Regions from separate parts of the Xenopus laevis genome. Here region 2 is linked to region 1. Evidence: chromatin contacts called from public Hi-C data. All regions are on one chromosome and are shown on one strand. The core of a region is the stretch at or near the end of the contact, and the rest is flanking DNA. Distances in the headings are between cores, read along the strand shown. Region 1 has its middle 38 kb from the start of ankrd34a.S. Region 2 holds the start of txnip.S (thioredoxin-interacting protein).

Evidence for each region. A called contact is a pair of places that touch in the nucleus more often than the background predicts.
Region 2: a contact with region 1 is called in a Hi-C map of the XTC cell line, with 3 times the contacts expected there. The contact joins the promoter of txnip.S here to the enhancer-like site in region 1. A contact is called at or near these places in 2 of 4 Hi-C or Micro-C datasets (the XL177 cell line and the XTC cell line).

The regions. Positions count from the first base shown.
Region 1 is chr8S:96,052,076-96,056,797 of Xenopus_laevis_v10.1, reverse strand. No RefSeq gene overlaps it. Among protein-coding and RNA genes, the nearest start is that of ankrd34a.S, 38 kb to the right of the region's middle. Within about 2 kb of position 2,102, at least 1 of the 7 cell types and tissues checked has an H3K27ac peak or open chromatin away from gene starts, as enhancers often do.
Region 2 is chr8S:96,124,900-96,129,621 of Xenopus_laevis_v10.1, reverse strand. It overlaps txnip.S (thioredoxin-interacting protein), which reads left to right and starts at 2,357. Exons shown (of 8, transcript XM_018233458.2): 1 at 2,357-2,818; 2 at 4,236-4,308; 3 at 4,403-4,550. The coding sequence starts at 2,578.

The DNA of each region.
Region 1 (4,722 bases), core at 853-3,352:
CATGATGAAATAAGGAACTTTGTAAATATAATCAGTTAAATATTCTGCATTGTTTCTGAAATCATAAATGGGTTCTACTGGTGATTTATTCCACAAGCTGAAGGTCTGGGGCGTGTGCACCTGAAGTCTACATATAAACTTCATCATTCTGGTTTTATTGTCTTTGAGGCAACAATATCAGACAATACACATGGGCTGCTTCATCAAATTACCCCAACATCAGCCTGTTTAAAGGGATCCTGTCATCGGAAAACATGTTTTTTTCAAAACACATCAGTTAATAGTGCTGCTCCAGCAGAATTCTGCACTGAAATCCATTTCTGAAAAGAGCAAACAGATTTTTTTATATTCAATTTTGAAATCTGACATGGGGCTAGACATATTGTCAATTTCCCAGCTGCCCCAGTCATGTGACTTGTGCCTGAACTTTAGGAGAGAAATGCTTTCTGGCAGGCCACTGTTTCTTTCTCAATGTAACTGAATGTGTCTCAGTGGGACATGGGATTTTACTATTGAGTGTTGGTCTTAGATCTACCAGGCAGCTGTTATCTTGTGTTAGGGAGCTGCTATCTGGTTACCTTCCCATGTTCTTTTGTTTGGGGAAAAAGGGAGGGGGTAATATCACTCTAACTTGCAGTACAGCAGTAAAGAGTGATTGAAGTTTATCAGAGCACAAGTCACATGACTGGGGGCAGCTGGGAAATTGACAATATGTCTAGCCCCATGTCAGATTTCACAATTGAATATAAAAAAATCTGTTTGCTCTTTTGAGAAATGGATTTCAGTGCAGAATTCTGCTGGAGCAGCACTATTAACTGATTCATTTTGAAAAAAAAATTTTTTCCCATGACAGTATCCCTTTAAGGCCACCTACAGGCACCCATGGGAAACTGCCCTGTGCTAGACAGGGTCTGTGTGGTTAGGAAGGGGGTCATTTACACATTTCATAGCAGTTCATTTGGTTTTGTAGAAAGGAGAAGTAAATCATACAGAAAATAATTTTGCTAGAAATGCTGTTTTTCATTTACTGAATTGAATGTACCAGCCCAGAGGTTCAGCAGCCCTTTAAGTTGTTCTTAGTAGCCTGCCATCTTGGATCATGTTAGGTCATCTTTTGAATGTCAGTGGCACTGCACATGCTCAGTGAGCCCTGGGCAGCTGTTGAGAAGCTATGCTTAGGGGTTGTTGCAAGTCATCAACACATTAGAAGTTGCATCTGTCAGAAGCTGCTGCTGCAGACCTGATTACTATTCCACTATGTAATGTGAAGAAGATGAAGATGGGGAACTACTGGGGGCATCTGTGGAGGAATAGATCTCCTCTGCTGAAGAACGATGGGTGGGCTTGGGATGGTAAAGAAACCCAGGACACAAGATGAAGCATTTCTAGCCTAATTATTTGTGGAGCTTTAAGGTGGCCATACACAAGAAGATCCACTCGTTTGGTGACATCGTCAAACGAGCGGACCTCTCCCTTATATGCCCACATTGAGGTGGGCGATATCAGGCTGATCCGATCGTGGGCCCTGGGGCCCAATGATAGGATCAGAATGGAGGCAATATGGGCAATCGGATCGCAGGACAGCATCAATCAACAGATGCGGCCGCGATCAGACGGGATGTTTTACCCTGCCTGATCAACATCTGGCCGACTTTCGGTCTGCCGGCAGCTTTTATTGGCCCGTGTATGGGGGCCTTAAAGTGAATGAATTGCAAAGTTTCGATCTCACATTTGTTGCAGTCATATTATTTTGGAGATCAGACAAGAGACACATACATACATGCAAAGATCGGGGGCTCTCTTTGAGAAACTCTAAACTCTGTCATGAGACTCAAGTTCCCCTAAGCTCCCCCCTGGCTTTTTTAGACATAACTTTTCCTAAATCTCAGCGTGCGGCTGTATAATCAGCCGGAGAAATACTAATCCGTGCACTTCGAGGAATTGGAAGACTCTGTTTTTAGGTTCCTGGACTGAGAAGGAAAATCGGGAGGGGAGGGTGAAAGTCACAGTACATTGGATGTCAACATCGGCACAGCTGCCTGTAAGAAGATGTTTGTCCAGGTAGCCTGTTCTTTGTTAGCCCAGCGCTGAGAACTCCTTGTACTCCAGGCTGAATTACAACTACGTAATGCACAAAGGGTAACACACAAGCACGTTCACACACCGTTCTGCTTCTAATCCAACTTCCACAGCAAACCAAACCCCATTTGGCTTTGCTTCATAGCTTTGCCCTGGAAATCAACACCCTTATCATATTTCAAAGATTTGCCTCTAGCAGCCCTAGCAATTTCCTGGGACTGCACCGTGCAGTTAGTAAAGGAACCGACCCCTAACAACCCCTAACTGACCCCTTTTTGTAGTCCTGGGGTGAATATTCCCTAAACCTGCTTTTTGGTCATTAGCTAAGGACAAGGCCAAGCTGTGAGGTGACTGATTAGCACAGTCCACCATAATAACAGGTACTATTGTCCCTTTTGTAGTCCAGCACCAGTCAGCGACAAATGAAGTAGTAGAACTGTAGTTCAACAGCAGCAGGAAGGCTAAAAGGCTGGATATCACTGATGCAGAATACCTAGCTCTACACCAGTGATCCCCAACCAGTGGCTCTTGAGTAACATGTTGCTCTCTAACCCCTTGGATGTTGCTCCCAGTGGCCTCAAAGCAGGAGCTTATTTTTGAATTCCAGGCTTGGAAGGAAGTTTTAGTTGCATAAAAACCAGGTGTACTGCCTAACAGCTCCTCCTGTAGTCTGTCAGTCCACATAGGGGCTACCGTCAGTCAATTACAGCCTATATTTGGCACCCCCAGGAACTTTTTGTATGCTTATGTTGCTCTTTAACTCGTTTTTACATTTGAATGTGGCTCACAGGTTAAAAAGGTTGGGGACCCCTGCTCTATACAATATGCTCTAAGGCTGGAGACATCTAACCCGTGAGTCCATAAGCTTGGGTCCCCAGATGTTGCTGGACTACAAATCACAGCATCTTCCAGTGTGTAATCAAGAGTCAGTACATTCTGGTAAGTTGTAGTTGTGCAACATGTAGGGGACCCAAGGTTAAGAAATAAGAGCTCAGAACTAGTGATGTGTGGGTTGACCCTAAACCCATGGTGACCAGCAGGTTGACCACCGGTTGGATGGGTTTGGGGTAAGATTTGGACAAACATTGAGGGTCATACTGGGGAAATACATTCCTCCACTGCTCCCAACGATTCCCAATTCAGAGCAAGATGAGGGTACGGTTTGGGCACGGGTCCTACACAGGTTAAGGTTTTGCAGGTTAGGATTGGTCACAGGTTGAGTTTTTCCTGCTCCACACTTCAGTATTCTGAACAAACAGAACAGGGAGGAACTCGTATATCAAGAAGGAGATCTGCACACGGTGAAGCACAGATTTGCACGTACATCTGTTATAGAGAAGATAGAACAGGGGAAAATTCCACAAGGAGGCCAGGGAGGATAACAGAAGATGTCAGTAATCTGATGGTTTTAGGAATAGACAAGTATAACTGCACAATAGTGGGAGCTGCCAATTTGCTTCCTCTAAGGGGGGAATGAGGAAAGCTCCTCTGTTGGCTTGGAAATGGCAGAAAGCTTGCTTTATTTTTACTAAGCGATAACTTTTGTAGGATCTAATTTGCTATACTCCGCAACAGCACAAAAATATATTTACACCATATATTATCAGTCGGGAATCTCAAATCTGAAACTCCTGCTCCACCTGCTGGACGTACAGAGAGTCAAGGAAAAAGCCATCGCTTATAGTACTGTGGCCACCCCTAGATATTGTATGTTGGTCCCTGCTTGGTATAAACGCCTTTTTATTGTTCTGTTCAATATGGCAGACAAAACATAATTGGCTGATCCATCATGCACTGCACATACTGTATAAGAGGCATAAGCAGATTAGTTTTTAGCATGATTGTTCCCCATAGTAGACACATATCCATAGTAATGGTGCCCATAAACTGAGAGATCCGCTCGTTTGGCTATGTCATCAAACGAGCGGATCTCTCCCCGATATGCCCACCTTGAGGTGGGCAATATCGTGCTGATCCGATCGTGGGCCCTAGGGCCCAACGATCGGATCCTAACGAATAGCAATGGGCGGTCAAATAGATGCAGCTGCGATCCGATCGGGGTCCCATCCGATCGAGATCTGCCCGACTTTCGGCCAGATCTCGATCGGTGAAGCCCTTCGGGGGGCCCCATACACGGGCCAATAAGCTGCCGACACGGCCACCTTAATTAAAATAGATATTGGCCACCACACATACTAAAAATCCCAGGAATATCTGTATGTGCATGGCAAGCTATAGGCTAACTTCTGAAATTTTTGCCAACTGATTTCCCTTAGAAACAACTGAAATCGCCATGAATATAACATGAATATAACATGAATATAACATGAATATAACATGAATATAACATGAATATAACACCCTCAGAGCACAGACGGGTATGTTTCATGAGGCTTCTACATAAGGACACCTTCACTAGTCTCTGAGACTCCTACACCAGGGGTCCCCAACCTTTTATACCCGTGACCCACATTCAAATGTAAAAAGAGTTGGGGAGCAACAAAAGCATGAAAAATGTTCCTGGGGTCAGTGTCGGACTGGGATGCCAGGGGCCCACCAGAAAACCTTAGGCTGAGGACCCACTTTCCAAACTACTATGGGTCAAATTCACTAAGCGCCGAAGCGCCTAACGCTAGCGTCAAT
Region 2 (4,722 bases), core at 1,108-3,607, 73 kb before region 1:
ACAGAGCGTATATATGTGCAACTGTGGGACACAGCGTATAGTAGTGGAACTACAGGACACAGCGTATATTAGTGGAACTACAGGGCAGAGCGTATATTAGTGAAACTACAGGACAGAGCGTATATATTAGTGGAACTACAGGACAGAGTGTATAGTAGTGGAACTACAGGACAGAGTGTATAGTAGTGGAACTACAGGGCAGAGCGTATATTAGTGGAAGTATAGAACAGAGGACGGAGCGTATAGTAGTGGAACTACAGGACGGAGCGTATAGTAGTGGAACTACAGGACACAGCATATAGTAGTGGAACTACAGGACGGAGCGTATAGTAGTGGAACAACAGGACACAGCGTATAGTAGTGGAACTACAGGACGGAGCGTATAGTAGTGGAAATAAAGGACAGAGCGTATATTAGTGGAACTACAGGACAGAGCGTATATATGTGCAACTGTGGGACACAGCGTATAGTAGTGGAACTACAGGACACAGCGTATATTAGTGGAACTACAGGGCAGAGCGTATATTAGTGAAACTACAGGACAGAGCGTATATATTAGTGGAACTACAGGACAGAGTGTATAGTAGTGGAACTACAGGACAGAGTGTATAGTAGTGGAACTACAGGGCAGAGCGTATATTAGTGGAAGTATAGAACAGAGGACGGAGCGTATAGTAGTGGAACTACAGGACAGAGTGTATAGTAGTGGAACTACAGGACGGAGCGTATAGTAGTGGAAATAAAGGACAGAGCGTATATTAGTGGAACTACAGGACAGAGCGTATATATGTGCAACTGTGGGACACAGCGTATAGTAGTGGAACTACAGGACACAGCGTATATTAGTGGAACTACAGGGCAGAGCGTATATTAGTGAAACTACAGGACAGAGCGTATATATTAGTGGAACTACAGGACAGAGTGTATAGTAGTGGAACTACAGGACAGAGTGTATAGTAGTGGAACTACAGGGCAGAGCGTATATTAGTGGAAGTATAGAACAGAGGACGGAGCGTATAGTAGTGGAACTACAGGACGGAATGTATAGTAGTGGAACTACAGGACACAGCATATAGTAGTGGAACTACAGGACGGAGCGTATAGTAGTGGAACAACAGGACACAGCGTATAGTAGTGGAACTACAGGACACAGCGTATAGTAGTGGAACTACAGGACAGAGCGTATAGTAGTGGAACTACAGGACAGAGCGTATAGTAGTGGAACTACAGGACGGAGCGTATAGTAGTGGAACTGTGGGATGGAGAGTATAGTAGTGGAACTACAGGACGGAGCGTATAGTAGTGGAACTGTGGGATGGAGAGTATAGTAGTGGAACTACAGGACGGAGCGTATAGTAGTGGAACAACAGGACACAGCGTATAGTAGTGGAACAACAGGACACAGCGTATAGTAGTGGAACAACAGGACACAGCGTATAGTAGTGGAACAACAGGACACAGCGTATAGTAGTGGAACTACAGGACAGAGCGTATAGTAGTGGAACTACAGGACAGAGCGTATAGTAGTGGAACTGTGGGACGGAGCGTATAGTAGTGGAACTGTGGGACAGAGCGTATAGTAGTGGAACTACAGGACAGAGCGTATAGTAGTGGAACTGTGGGACGGAGCGTATAGTAGTGGAACTACGGGACGGAGCGTATAGTAGTGGAACTACAGGACGGAGCGTATAGTAGTGGAACTACAGGACGGAGCGTATAGTAGTGGAAGTACAGGACGGAGGCCATTGTGCATATAACAAGGAATTAGTGTCAGCACAAGAGCAAATATGTAGCTTTTATTCACTGCTGGAGCTGGAATTTATTTTTCCCCTGGTGTTTGTTTAGGATACAGCTTGTGACTCGGTGTAGTAGTTATTGGGGTAGTGGAATGTTTCATTGTGCCCCCTTTTCAACACCTGCATAGAATTCCCTCAGGGTGCCAGACAGCCAGCTATTACTGTACAGAGTGAGCTTGAGTAACTACTAAATATACGTTATACAGAGGTGTCACACAATGACAGGACTGGCCCGTACACACCAGCAAGAACAGTAAACAACCCCCCACAGGAATCGCGCCCAGTCTCATCACCGTCTCACACAACATCCCGACCCCGCCGCCGTGACAAACAACTTCAGGATGACGCGCAAGCCCCGCCCCTTTCCCGTCTCCTGCCCGCAGCTTGCATGCCCTGTTCACGCGCTGCCTGGCGGCTCCTATTCGCTGGCCGCTCCATTAACAACATACCGCGGACCAATGGGAGCGGTGTGCACGAGGTGAGCATGGGGAAGCAATTGGCAAGCGGAAGGTGGGCGGAGCGTGGGCCCAGCGCTCATATAAAAGACCGATTTCCTGGTCTTGTTTACAGCCTGTCGGCTTGGAGCGTGTAGTGGTGGAACAAATAACCAGTGCAGAGCTCTGCAGGGTTAGAGTGCTTGTACCACTGAACTGGAGCTGAAAGCACTTACTTTTTCATATGATCCTTACTTGGGGACTATTATTCATTGTCTGCAATTCCATTGGACACAGCTGCCCAACTGTCATCTTAGCTGCCCATTAGAGTCACACTATCTGCCATCATGGTTGTTTTCAAGAAAGTCAAGTGCTTTGAACTGTCTTTCGCCGACCCCGAGAAGGTGTACTGCGGTGGGGACAAAGTAACGGGCAGGGTCCTGGTGGAGGTGGCTGAAGTGACCAGAGTGACAGCGGTGAGATTGTTGGCATGCGGGGTGGCCAAGGTATTGTGGTCCCAGAACTGCAAGCAGGAGATGGAGTACCTGAGATACGAGGACACCCTGCAGATGGACGATCAGCCGACAGGTGAGAAGCGACGTCTGGGCCCATGGTGGGAGGGAAACCATTAAATTCATTCATCACGTTATTTGTGAATATTTTAAAGGCTTCTTGAACTCTTTTTATGCATCACTGGGTTGCGTGATGCTTTCAAAGAACATGGTAGGAAGTGGGCTTTAAACTGCAGCAGAGCTATGAGGACGTGCGTCGCTTTAGGACAGAGACACTAAGAATCAGGGAGATTACTTGTCCGGCAACAAATCTCCTCTTCTTCGGGACGACTGATCTCACCAAACTGCCTCCTTACGGCGATTTAGATTCTAGCCGGCGGGAGGCAGTTCGGGGAACCTAGTAGAAATAGCAGATTTGTCGCTGGGCAACTAATCTCCCGGAATCTTTGAGTGTGTCTCTGCCCTTAAACCCCTGAGGATGTTTGTTTTATATTAAGTTTTTACGTGTGCTTAGGGCCACTGCTGTAATGGTTCTTGTCAGGAGGTAACTTCGGGCAACTTTGAAAAATGAAGAGATCAGAGTGCCATCCTGTCGGTGATTTAGATTCTAGCCGGCGGGAGGCAGTTCGGGGAGATTAGTCGCCCCGTAGTAGTGGTAATTTATCGCCAGGCGACTGGATCTGCCCTTAAATCCCTGAGGATGTTTTTGTTTTATATAAAGTTTTTACTTGTGCTTGGGGCCACTGCTGTAATGGTTCTGGTCATCAGAGGCTTCCGTATGCCGTGTCTATGTAACGATCATCTGGTACTTTAATAGGGACTTGGCTGGCAAACGTTCCTGGTATGCAGAACCTTTTACTAGAAGTGCCCAGTCCTACATTCCTATTGCATTGGCTCAGTCTGTATATGAGAAATATGATGCTTGTGTGATAACTACAGAGGCTATTGGCAGGACATTACCATCTGCGCTGATGCACTGTTACCAGGGCAGGGTTTATTAACCTAGAGCAAGCTGTTGGATTTGGTCCATAATCATACCAACAGATTAATCGCATCCTGCCCTATTTATCTAGTAGATGTCCTGTACTACACTTCTGTTCAACGTAAGGCAATAATGCTATGCCACGGATTATGAAAAGTGTTTTCACTCACTGGGAAATGCTTTCACTTGAACGAGGAGGGAGAAGTCCTTTACATGAACTAAGCCAAGCTTCATAAATATAAAAAATTTGTGTAATATGTATGCATGGCCACTAAGGCATTCCAGATAAAGAGGAAACTATTTATAAGCTTAATCGGCACATTAAAGGGCCAATAGTTGACAAGAAGTGTTGCTTCCTCTCTGAGTTCGTATTTTTTCTTCAAACCTCTTCTATTTTAAAAGAGTAATTTGGGCAGAGTGTATGAACGTATGGGGCTCTACTTTTTGATACTTGAAGAAACCTTATACCGAACTATAACTTCATTTCTACCTCCCTTGTTGTCTCTTCTAGATTCTGATGGATCTGTCATTATGAGGCCAGGCAACTGCTACGAATACAAGTTTGGATTCGAGCTGCCCCATGGGTAGGTATCCTGCTTTTCTAAAAAGTGCCAATGACCTTTTAGATGCTTGGTATGTTTAATAAGAAGTCTTACACAGTGCTGTATTTCTTTGCAGTCCTTTGGGGTCAACATTCAAAGGAAAGTATGGTTCTGTGAAGTACTGTGTCAAAGCTTTCCTCGATCGGCCATCCCATCCTCCCCAGGAAGTAAAGCAGACCTTTCAAGTTGAGGACTCTGTGAATGTGGACACTCCAGATCTCATGGTAACTATATTATTCTGTATACGATAACTCCCATAGAACCACAAGACATTAAGGGCCTGATTCAATTCAGTGAGGAAAGGATAGCTCTTGGTTTAACACGTGAAAACTCGTGGATGAGATTCAGTTGGAGGAGGAGAAAACTCTTCTACAAATTCAGTTCCAGTTTTTTTTC